Regions from separate parts of the Sus scrofa genome. Here all the other regions are linked to region 3. A link is a contact called in public HiChIP or PLAC-seq and promoter capture Hi-C data. All regions are on one chromosome and are shown on one strand. Each heading gives the region's core, a stretch centred on a gene start, on an enhancer-like site or on the middle of the called end of the contact. The rest is flanking DNA. Distances are from core to core; before and after follow the strand shown.

Evidence for each region. Promoter capture Hi-C pulls out the DNA fragments that hold promoters and counts their contacts. HiChIP or PLAC-seq counts read pairs in DNA pulled down with a chosen protein or histone mark.
Region 1: a promoter capture Hi-C map of fetal skeletal muscle shows a contact between it and region 3, with 6 times the contacts expected there. The contact joins the promoter of ATP6V1H here to the promoter of NPBWR1 in region 3. A contact is called at or near these places in 2 of 5 promoter capture datasets (fetal skeletal muscle and liver) and 9 of 47 Hi-C or Micro-C datasets (alveolar macrophages, embryonic fibroblasts, epiblast stem cells and 6 more).
Region 2: a contact with region 3 is called in an H3K27ac HiChIP or PLAC-seq map of alveolar macrophages. The contact joins the promoter of TCEA1 here to the promoter of NPBWR1 in region 3. A contact is called at or near these places in 1 of 5 promoter capture datasets (fetal liver) and 1 of 2 datasets of contacts at active chromatin or transcription factors (alveolar macrophages).
Region 4: a contact with region 3 is called in an H3K27ac HiChIP or PLAC-seq map of alveolar macrophages. The contact joins the promoter of MRPL15 here to the promoter of NPBWR1 in region 3. A contact is called at or near these places in 6 of 47 Hi-C or Micro-C datasets (epiblast stem cells, liver, mesenchymal stem cells and 3 more) and 1 of 2 datasets of contacts at active chromatin or transcription factors (alveolar macrophages).

Annotation. Positions count from the first base shown.
Region 1 is chr4:77,210,149-77,213,091 of Sscrofa11.1, forward strand. It overlaps ATP6V1H (ATPase H+ transporting V1 subunit H), which reads left to right and starts at 1,417. Exons shown (of 14, transcript NM_214240.1): 1 at 1,417-1,591.
Region 2 is chr4:77,108,051-77,110,980 of Sscrofa11.1, forward strand. TCEA1 (transcription elongation factor A1) reads left to right here and starts at 1,570. Exons shown (of 10, transcript NM_001243680.1): 1 at 1,570-1,753. The coding sequence starts at 1,691.
Region 3 is chr4:77,539,273-77,542,293 of Sscrofa11.1, forward strand. NPBWR1 (neuropeptides B/W receptor type 1) reads right to left here and starts at 1,419. Exons shown (of 1, transcript XM_003355060.4): 1 at 1-1,419. The coding sequence starts at 807.
Region 4 is chr4:77,074,165-77,077,096 of Sscrofa11.1, forward strand. It overlaps MRPL15 (mitochondrial ribosomal protein L15), which reads right to left and starts at 1,658. Exons shown (of 5, transcript NM_001243528.1): 1 at 1,269-1,658; 2 at 344-498. The coding sequence starts at 1,376.

The DNA of each region.
Region 1 (2,943 bases), core at 167-2,666, 330 kb before region 3:
GGCTGCCAGAACAAAATACCGTGGATTGGGTTGCTGAACAAGAAATTTATTTTCTCACAGTTCTGGTGTCTAGAAATCTGAGTGCTGCATGGTGGGGCCCTGAGGAGAGCCCTCTTCCTGGCTTGCACACCTGCCTTCCTGCTGTGTCCTTGTGTGGCCTGTGCGTGTCCAGGGAGAGTGCTGTCCCTGGGGTCTCTTCTTTTTCTTTCTCTTTTTACAGCCACACCTGCAGCATACGGAAGTTCCTGGCATAGGAGACGAATCTGAGATGCCTGCCTACGCCACAGCGGCAGCAACGCCAGATCAAGCCTCATCTGTGATCTATGCCACAGCTTTCGGCAACACAGAATCGAGGCCAGGGATTGAATCTGCATCCTCAAAGACACTATGTGGGGTTCTTTAACCTACTGAGCCACAACAGGAACTCCACCTTCATTTATTTTTTTGGCCTTTTTCATGGCATATAGAAGTTCCCAGGCCAGGGATTGAGCCCAAGTCACAGCAGTGACCGGAGCAGTGACAATGCAGGATCTCTAACCCACTGTGCCACAAGGGAACTCCTTAATTTCATCCTCTGGAGTGCAAGTGCATTTGCAGGAACTGACTCTAGGTTCCAAGGGCTACCCAGCCATCAGAGCCACTAACAGTCTCCTTAGTTGCTAACAATCCCCACTTTCTCTCGTGTTACTAACAATTCTCAAACACGAGAGACAGACCAGAAATTGGTAGGAGTGTCTGTCTCTGTCACCACCAGGGTGAAATTTCTTTTGCCTCCCTGTGAAACTCCGTGGCTATGATGTCAGGTTCCTGGATGGGTTTCGCTGCTTTTCTCATTGTTTAGCCTGTTTCTGCTTCTCCGAACTCACACCCCTTGATGGACTGCTGATGGCTACAGACACATATTTAAGACCCTGGAGAGACAGAATATAAGGAACATCTATGCATCCATGACTCAGATTTTAAAAGGTTAACATGTGCAATATTAGGGGGAGTTCTTGCAAAATTTTTACTTTAGAACAGGAACATGAGATATTATTAGGACCTCTTTGTATTTCTACTCCACCACTCACCTTAAATTAGTGGGGTGTCTTTATCTCTCTATATGTGATGTGCAGAATATTAGTCCCTCCAAGAGGCCCATGTCCTGTGAATATCGTAACTGACAGGGTGCAAACGGACTAAGGTTGCCCATGTGATTGAGGTGAAGGAGCTGGAGACCGGGAGCGCGGCTGAGAGTCTCCAGCAGCGGCCGCCGTGCCCCCTGCTCATTGCGGACCCACCGTCGTGAGCGCAGGCGCAGGGCGCTCCGCGGACTGTTTTGGCCCCTCCCGGCTTCCGCCTTCCGGGCGGTCACGTGTCTTGGCTCACGTGACCGGCGCTCCTGTCATTCCACAGCGGCCGCTCCGGCTTTCTCCTGCGTGAGCCGCCCTCGACATCTCCTCCGTTCCGAAACAGGCTCGCTCTCTGGCGCCGCGTCCTCGCCGCCGCCCCGGCCTCCCAACCGGGCAGGAGACCCGACTCAGCTCTGCCTCGGCGCTCCAGCGCGGCGGGGCCCCGCTGTCCGGACTGCCGTATCTCCCCGCCGCCTTGGGTGCGTTGGAGGAGGGCCCGGCGGGTTCGCGGGGTGAGGCCGCACTTGGGTCGTTCCTGCCCGGGCCCCTGCCCGGACCCCGGCCCCGGCCCCGGCCCCAGCCAGGCGACCCCGCGGTTTCTCCGCTTCCCTGGCGCGTGCTTGATTCTCGCCGTCCAGGGTCCTCCTGACCCCACTCCGGCCCCGGGTCCCCAGATTTCTTTCCTTCCGGGCCGCAGAGGGGTTTGCGAAACTGCCGTGCCTTCCCCGCAGGGAAGGGCAGGGGAGGGAGGGTGGACGCGTAAAAAGTGTGCTTTTCCAGGACTGCGCCACGGCCCTGGCCGTTGGGGCTCGAGTTGTTCAGGGACCTAGGTGACGACCCGAGGTCCTTTCAGCTGCTGCAGGAGGGGCCGCTGGGGCTGTCCGCTTGATTCCAGGTTCCAGCTTGGCCCGGTCGGAGTCTGTTGCTACCTGGGCCCAGCCAGTCCGCATTGCCCTTGTTTGATTAGACAACAAATCCTCAGATGTGGCGATTACGTTCCAAACAGACTAAGGTCATTGGTATCCTGGAATAGAATCAGAGATGTGGTTTTAGCTTCTTTGTGGTCATAACTATGACCTTATTGTAGTTTGTAAACCGTATCCTGTATTTTTTGTCGTGATGAAACCAGGCTTAAGCTTTTGTCTTTAAGTTTAGGAGTGAGAATTACTTAAAGTCTATCACGATAGGTTCATTATCATCCGACCAGACTCTCATTGTTGGCTGAGTCTAAATTATAATCTCTGTTTGTTCCAAAACATTCTCTCAGTAATTAATTTTGAAAACACCATGAATTTTGATTGAAAAAAGAAAGCTCCGTCCTGTAAGATATTACATTTCCACTTGGAATATTTTAATTTGAATGAATAATGTTAGAAAGGACGTGTAGGTTTTTCATATGTCACTTTAAAACACTGCTTGGCAAATGTAGATAAAATAATTGGTCCTAGCTGTGCTGTACAGGTTCTTATTTTTTCTCTGTCAGAAGAGGAAAGTTGATCTCAATTGTATATATCTAAAATATTTTTCCTATTTTGTATGCCTCTTCTATTTAAGCATGATTTGTGGTGTCGACACCTTAATTAGTTACTTTAAAAATCTTGCTGCAGTATTAGTGCCAATAATTAAAAACCCTTTCCTGGAAAAGTGAAAACTTATAGAGAACACTTTATGGAGCAGGGCATACATAAGTGGGCAAGATTTGAGATCTGATGCTATTAGTATTTAATATTTAGGGTATTTAATATTTGAGTTGAATGCCTGGACAGGTTGATAATGATAATAGTAATAGTTGTTGTTAAAACAATAACACTTGGTATTCTGGTTTACCTTG
Region 2 (2,930 bases), core at 320-2,819, 430 kb before region 3:
GCAAGGCCGGGATCAACGCGCAACCTCATGGTTCCTAGTCAGATTCATTTCTGCTGCACCACAATAGGAACTCCTCTTTTTCTTTTTAGCCATGCTCTGAGGCATGTGGAAATTCCTAGGCCAGGGACTGAACCCATGACCGGAACCACAGCAATGATGCCATGTCCTTAACCCCCTGTACCACAAAGGAACTCCTCAAATTGTTTTCGTTTTGTCATTTGACAATGTTATATGCATTTTACCACAATGAAAGAATATTAAACTGATAATAAAAATGACAATTATTAACGTAAATGCACACACATCTACAATCACAAGTGGAGCTATGTACATACTCACTAATTGATTCCTCAAGCAGACAAGAAACTGGGATATAAGTATTTGAGCAATAAATAAAATTAATTTCAGGCTAACAGGCCTGTACAGAACTTCACATTTGCCACTACACAATTGGGGGCCCAGAGAATGTTTATAAAAATTGACAAACCAAATCTGAGAAATACCTGAGAACCAGTAGATGTGCAATCATATAATAGGTCTCACTATAACTTATGTTGGGAATCAATAAAAAGATAATTTAAAACAAATGAAATAGAGACACGGCTTAAATTACCCTTTCCCCCAAATAACTGAGCTAGAACAAAATCTTACATCTTGGTGTAGAAAAACAATTATTAGGGAATTTTCTTTTCTTCCCCCAGTGGCACCTGGGGGCATACGGAAGTTCCATCGAAGCAGCAAAGGGCGCTGACTGGGCAAAGACCTATTGAAGGAGCCCACTCTTCAGTACTGATAATTTCCATTTTCTACCTTGCTTTTGTGTCCACCTTCCTCACTGATCTTCAGAGCAGGTGAGACACCTTAATTTCTTAGATGAGAACGTTTTTGTCAACCACTATTCAGCTGTATTCAAGGCATTCCGTTCAAAGTTCCGAGTCGGAAAACGAGATTGTGTCTTTTTTCTTTTTCTTCTTCTTTTTTTTTTTTTTGGCGGCATCTGCGCACGCGGAATTTCCCGTGCCAAGGATGGAACTCGCGCCACAGAGGTGACACGCAGGGTCCTCGACTTGCCGCGCCCCCAGAGAAGTCCTGGGTCTCCGTTCTTAAGGCGCTTACAAAGGACTTGACTTTAAAAAGGAAATGCTTACAACCATCAGATCCCTACGATAAGGGGCCTCTTAGGAGATGGGGTCTGACTTCCAGGCAGCGCCCAGGTGGGAAAAAGCTGGGGCCTCCTGACCCACGCGCGGTCCTCCAAAGCCGCCCGAGCTGCGCGCCGCATGGGTCTCTGCTGGGAGTTGGGGCCGGGAACCAAGGACAGTGGACCGGGGCCGGGGAACCGGGGAACCTGGGACAGGGACGGGGGCGGGGCCGGCGCGAGCGCGCGCAAAGTTCAGTGGTGCCGCCCGCCCAACTTTCACCGCAGCCAGCTGGCTGCGCCGTGGCTCGCGCTCCCCTCCCATCCGCTCTCGATTGGCGGTGCCTGCTTGGCGCGCGCGGAGCTCGATTGGCGGTGCCTGCGGGGGAGGAGCGAGCCGCCGCCGCCGCCGCGGTGGCCTGGGTCCGTGAGGAAGCGCCTGGGCCTGGCCTGCCGAGCGGCCTCGCCGACGCCCGGGCTCGCGCGCAGCCCCTGTCAGCTTCGCGCACTTCCCGTCCCGCGCGACTGGCGCGGGGAAGGTCTGCCGGAGCCATGGACGACGAGGTGGTCCGAATTGCCAAGAAGATGGACAAGATGGTGCAGAAGAAGAACGCGGTGAGCGCGGCGGGCGGCGTGGGCCGGAGGGAGGCCGGGCGGCGGGCGGGAGCCGGACGCGGGGGCCCGTCGGCCTGAGGGGGCTCTTGGCCCTTGCCGCCTGTCTACCCGCCCGCCGCCCTACCCGCGCGACGGGGCAAGGCCCGCGCTCTGGGGAGGGAATCCGGGGGGCGTCTGGCCCCGCGTCCTGGGGAGGGGTCCCGGGCGGGAGTCTTTTAGGGGGCGTCCTGTCCCGCGTCTTGGGAAGGAGTCGTGGGAGGGATCCTGGGGGGAGGGCGTCCTGTTTCCTCTCCCTGAAAAGGGGCCCCCAGGGGGAGGTTATGGGGGCGTCTTGGGGAGGGGGTCTTGGGAGAGCGGTCCTGACCCGCGTCCTTGGGACGGGGTCGCGGGAGGGGGGGTCCTGTCCCGCGGCAGCAGGCGTGGGGACTCCTTCTGGTTGCCCTAGTTCCCTGGTGTTTGTGCAGCGTAGCAAACTTAATCCAGGCGTCCTCCCTTATTTTAAACTCGGTGGTGGTAAAGCCTCGCTGATTTAGCTTAAGAGCACAGAAAGTCCCCACTGTTTGCAAGCTAATAGCGAGAAAGAGCATCAACATAGAGGTCTGAGGTCTCTTTTAGACATCAAGCTGATAAAACTTCTATGTGAAATTCTTGGATCCTATTTCTGAAGAAGGCTAAACTGCCCCTTGATTATCTCACCCACCCTACGCGTTTGTTTAGCAATTAAAAACATATGCCAGTGTACTTGACAAGTTGCTAAACATTTAAAAAAAGTGGATCTTGTTGGGCATACCGTGCGGAAGAGCTCATTTAAGGCACGTTCACTGACTACGGTGTGCTGCCGGCTGGAATTGGCAAATGTCCGTTGCTGGTACTAGGTGGTTTACGGTTAATACCAGCGGAGTTATCTGTTATTGATAACGTGTTCATGTTCTCTTGTGGTTTGTATGAAGTGTGGCAGTTTCTGCATTTCCGTCCACCTGTGTGCTACTTTTAGTCCCTTACTTCATAGTCATCTGTTTTCAGCTAAACTTGTAAAATTCTGTGTCAGACCAAAGCGAAGGTCAAAGGGGATGCACTGATTTGTACACCGCTTTAGAGATACAAAGCATCTGTGCAAGATTCTTTTGAGACTCAAGACACAGCTGTGCTCCGTGTATTTTACAGAATAAAAAACTGA
Region 3 (3,021 bases), core at 169-2,668:
GTAGGGCGTCCAGCAGAGGAGGCACGCGGCCAGGATCGCCGCCACCAGGATCGTCACCCGCTTCTTGGCGCGGTCCAGGACCTTGGCGTGGCTGTCAAGGCGGATGGCGCGCAGCCGGCACAGCAGCGTGGTGTAGAGGACGCAGATCGTGGACACCGGGATGGCGAAGCCAAGCACCAGCGTGTAGAGGCGACTCGCGCGCCACCAGAAGGCCTCGGGCTGAGGGAAGACCAGCACGCACTGGCGCCGTCCCTGCTCGTCGTCGAGGCGCGCGAAGACGGCAAAGGGCAGCACCACCAGTGTCACGAACCCCCACACCGCCAGGCTCACTGCGCGCGCCGCGCCGTACGTGCGGCCCGCCACCCGGCGCGACTCTGCGGTGGCCAGCACTACCAGGTAGCGGTCGGCGCTCATGACCGTGAGGAAGTAGAGGCTGGAGAAGGTGTTGTACTGGTCAATGGCGACGATGAGCTTGCACATGAGCTCCCCGAAGGGCCACCGCCGCAGCAGGAAGTCGGCTATGTTGATGGGCAGCACGAGCGTGAAGAGCTCGTCGGCCACGGCCAGGTTGAGGATAAACAGGTTGGTGACCGTCTTCATGCGGGGCGCCCGCAGCAGCACGTACAGCACCGCCGAGTTGCCCGCCAGTCCCACGGCGCAAATCACCCCGTACACGACCGGCACTGCCACGGCGAGCGGCGGCGGCAGCGGCGGCGGCGGCGGCACGGACTCGTTGGGGCAGCGAAGCTCGAGCCCGGGGCACGATGTGTTCAAGCGCCCCGGCCCCCAGGACGACGCGTTGTGCATCCCGGCGAGGGCGGGGAGCGGGCGATCGGTCTCTCCGGCCGCCACCCTGCCGGGTTCTGCGCTCCCGGGCACCGGACCCGCGCCGGGGCGCTCGCTGCCAGGCTCCGAGCCCGTCTCCGGCCTTCCCGGACGCCGGCGCTGCAGAGCGGAATGGAAAGCTCAGGTTAGGCTCGTCGACGTGTAACTCTGGGAGAAGTGCGCTTCCGAGCGGAGGGAGGCGGGGAGGGCGGGCGCCGCTCCCAACCTGCCCCACGTGACTGCTCTCTACAACCTGTTGGAAGCGTATTTGGACCTGTTGGGTACATCAAACCAAGTGCTAGAGAGAAGACTCCTCACCTTTACAGGAAAAATACAAGCCCACTTCTCCTGCTTTAGCCCCCACCGCGTCCCCGGGAGGCGCGGGTCATCCCAGCGAGTCCCGCCTTGGCCCGGTAGGTCCTGTGCCCCCCTGGTAACAGCGAGCCCTACAGCAAGCTCTGCCTCACCTGGCGGGTCCAGGGACCGAGTCTGTCTCTTCAAGAGCGGTCGGGAGAGGGGGCTGCTGCGGGGGAGCCTGCGGCGCCAGCCGGCTGCCTGTCGGCTCCGTGGGTGCTCTCCCAGGCGGCAGCTAGCGCCTCCCCGGGTCCTGCCCGCGCGCCTGGAAGCTCCGTGCTGGCGCAGCCGCAACCGTGCTCCGCGGGCCGGGCTGCCGCCCCCACCGCCCACCCCACGCACAGCAGCCGGGAACCGAGAACTGCATTAGCTGATGAAGGAATAACTTTTTTCATTCCAGTAGGGTGACCTCACTCCGTTTGAATTAATGAAAAGCTCTCCTGTTAAGAATTAAAGAAAGAAAAGCAAAATGTGGGTGTTACTGGTCTATTTTTAAAGGCGACTAATGCCATTGAGGCTTCCATTCCAGTTTTAACACCATTATCCCCAGTGGGTTCATGTAATTTAAAAATTTAAGTTACATTCATATGCTTTTGGCACACAATTTTAAAATGCAGATCCCCCTTTTTCTGTTGCTCTGGTGGTCACAAGTTTGCAAGATTGTTAGGCACACATAACGGCCAACCATCTGAGATACTTTAGGCATTTTAAAAATATATATGCCATGACGTTAACAAAGACAAACCGCCTCTGATTCTCCCCTAAAGAAAACTACCCGGTGTTGCCAAGGCTGGTGGAGGAGGCCGGGCCTCTCCAAGACTTTCTCTGTTAAGGGATCTCGCTTGGCCACCTCATCTTTGAGGACCAAGTGAAATAAACTCAATATTAGTTCCCTCTGATTCCCTTCTCCTTCCTCCACCTTCCTTTGGGAGAGCCAGCGAATTAAGCATGGGATTCCATCCTGCCTCCTTACAATACATTTCTCTTTCACAAGAGCTGGCAAAAACCGCAGTAAAGTGCATCTTTGGTCCTTTATGAAGCGTTCCTGGGGGAGTGGGCCTGTGATACTGAGAAAGAGACTTGAGGTAGCCAGTGGAGGAAACTGCTAAGGGGCCAGAGTTAAAATGCTTTTCTGTACCCCCTCAATTCTCTTTTTACCAGCACCTACATAATTTTGGCTTCCTTGCAGTTTCATGAGTGAAAAAAAGACTGATAGAAACACAATGAGAAATAGACTAACCCACCATTGTAGTTGGAGACTTCAATACCCCTCTGTCAGTAATTGACAGATGAACCATCAGGCCAAAGATCAGGAAGGACATAGTTGAACCAAACAGCCCCACTGATCACCTACACCTAATTAGCACCTACATCCAACAATAAGAGAATAGACATTCTTCTCAAGTCACATGGTATAGTCCCCCAAATAGAAAACATTTGAAGCCATAAGACATACCTTAACAAGTTAGAAACAGAAAAACAAAACAAAAACAGAAATATAAAATCTTCTCTTAGACCACAACGGGACTATACTAGAAATTAATAACAAATTTCTGGAAAACCCCCAAATATTTGGAGATTAAGTAACACATGGGGCAAAGAAGAAGTCTCAAGATAAATTTTGAAATATTTTAAGCTAAATGAAAATGAAAATACAGCTTATCAAAATCTGTAGTATGCAGTGAAAGCAGTGCTTAGAGGGACATGCATAGCATTTCAAATAAAAAATATCTAAGGTCAATAATCTAAACTTTCACTTGAAGAAAGGAGGAGAAAAACATATCAAATCCAAAGTAAGCAGTATCAACAAAAATAATAAAAATCAGAGCCTGGAGTTCCTGA
Region 4 (2,932 bases), core at 408-2,907, 460 kb before region 3:
ATGCTGTGGGAGCGGCCCTAGAAAGGACAAAAAAAAAAAAAAAGAACTCAAAGTAATGGTAGTTATCATGTATTGGGTGATGATAGAGGACCAGATTTTTATATATATTGTTGTGCTAAACAACCTCAAGAGCAGGCTCTGTAAGTATCTCCATTTGGCAGGTCTGAGTGCAAAGTCTGGCTTTTTTTTCCCTACTAAATCAGGCTAAGTTTCATTACCAAAAGTGGGTCACAGCAACAGGAGCAAGTTTGCTTCAAGTGGATTTAAATTTCTACCAAGCTATTTTTAGGTGATTCTCAGTAAGAATTAGAGATTTTCAGGTTGAGAAGCAAAGCAAAGTTACCTATGTCCTTCATTAAAGCCATATTTTGGGATTCGAAGGTAGAATGGAGTCTGGCCTCCCTCAAAGCCCAATCGGGGCCGGGTTCCTCTCTGCCGTTCTCCCTTGTGGCCTCTGCCACATTTTCTGCCTCTTCTCCGACCTCTTGGTCGTCTTTCCTACAAGGAAAGAGGAATGTTTTATGATCCACACACGCATCTGTTTAAATCATATTTCACCTTTGTGCTGTATCTTTTGGTTATGCCCTTCATTCATCCAACCAGCTAGCAATAGCCAAATTTACAAGGTTCCAGACACCATCCTGGCTGCCCTGAAATCCAAATACTCAACACTAACAGCTTTGCCTCTGAAGACGTAGCTGATTCTTGCAACCAAGTTGTGTTTCAAAGGCAAAGTTCCAAGAATGAGATGAGAAAAAGGATTCTATGACAGGCGGGAATTGAAGAAAATTCTAGAATTAAACATCCACGACTAGCAAAATTTATGTAATATTCAAGTGCATTTATTTTGAAATTAATTGTAAATATGCCACTGTTGCCCATATATAGTATTTTATTTAACTTAATTTCCTGTCACTTCACGAAATCAAGGAGTTCTTAAAGTGACAGTACGTCCACTAACAGCTCAGAGATTTACAGAAGAAACATCGAACATAGTATCTTTCCTATAAAGATAAAGACACAATGGAAAAAACTTCATTAAAACCCGTCTTAACGAGACAGTCGTTTTTAACTCCTGCGATTTCGCTCCTCGATAGTAAAATAATTATGCTCTTAAACCCGAACCTTGCAGAGAACTGAAACCACGTGGTCAGGTTTTCCCACGTCACTCAAGGAGACCTGGGGCCCGGCAGCCCCTCCCTCCTCCCAGAGCCTATGGACTCACAACCCTCAGGACCCCGCCACCGCGCCGACATCCGCAGCCTTACCGGTTTCCTGGAGCCCGGGTTCGGCTTCAGGTTGGCCAGACTCACACGGGGAAGGGCTCGCAGCAGGTCCAGGGCCCGGGGCCCACCGCCCTGCACGGGGCCGCCCATAACCCGTGCCGCAAAAGCCGCAAGGGCGCCGATCCACGTGATCTGGGACGCTGCTTTACGGCCGCGGCACCGCCCCTGTCGTGCTGTCAGTCCGCTGCGCCGCTTGCCGCGGGGCACACCGGGAGCCGGCTCCGCGTTGGAGGCAGCACGTGTCTCCCCATGTCTACCTCGTAGCGGCGTGATCCGGCTTTGTTTTCAGTTGGTTGGGGCTGGGCTATTTCGAGAGGTCGTGCCCCGACCCCGGCTCTGAATGTGCAGCGTTCTCTTGCGCTGCACCAGGCAGGCACTGAAAACGCTGTGTGTAGGAGTCCCTGGCCTGTGCTGTCACAACGTCTGGTCCTTAGAAGCAGGGCTGTCTCTGAGCTCCAGGTGGAGTGCAGAATAAGATCACCTGGACGCTGAAGCACTAGCTTGCGCTGGGCCAGTTGTATACACTATGGCCTGAAAAAAAGTTGTGCAATGTAAAGGTTGGAAGTTAAGTTTTATTTGGGGCAAAATGACTATAAAGTCTGGGAAACAGCGTTTCAGGGACCTCTGAGGAACTGCTTTGAAGAGGTAGGGGGAAGGTCAGTGTATACGATTTTAGTGAAGGGGGTACGTGCAATCAAGCACACGTTTTGGCAGACGTTTCCTGCTAGTCATCAGGAACAAATACCATGGTTAATGACTTTACGGCTTTTCTAGACAGGAGATGTAAAAATTTGGGTTCATAAAATCCCCCGAAAATATCTATGTGAAAGTTGTTCTGCCAGTTTTTCCCAGAGCACATTTCTGATCTCCATGCTTTCAGTATGTGTTGAAGCTCAGCAGCTGCAGTGGCTACTAACAATCCTAGGAGAGACAGATGGCTAGTGCCAATTTTTAGTTGGCACCAGTGAGATAAGAATACCTGAGGTCTAGGTATTGCAATGGCTGGCTAGTAGCAACTGTGAAAAAGACTCAAAACCCTGCATCCAGTCTGAGTGCCTCTGTTATGCTTTGACTGAGTCACTGAGATACTAACTCAAAAGCTGTTAATAATGAAGGAGCCAGGCTGAGTGCTTGGTATGTCAGTCACGTGCTGATTCAGCCTCATTTTGTTCAACTAAACAACTCCTCGTGGGGTAGATGTTTTATCACCTTTGACAGACTTGGCAGGGTTGGTAGTTGGACTAAGATCTCAGCAAGCCGCAGAGACAAGATTTGTACTTTGGCTCCTATTACATAAGTAATATTTTTTTATAACATGAAGCTGAATATCTGCAGCACAAAATACGTAACATTTTCACTGAATAAAATATGAGCTTCCCTATTTTTGTCTTAAGTGAGTGTAATATAGACCATGCTTCTTTCTTTTTCTTCTAATTTTTTTTTTTTTTTTTTTTTTTTTTTTTGTTTCACTGTCTGGGGTGTTGTTCCTGCTGTTCCTGTTAGTGTAAGTAAGAAATAACTTTGTGGAGCACAGCTACTTCCTTTTTTTTTTTTAAGGCCGCATCTATGGCATATGGAAGTTCTCAGGCTAGGGGTCAAATTGGAGTTATAGCTGCCAGCCTATACCACAGCCACAGCAACACCAG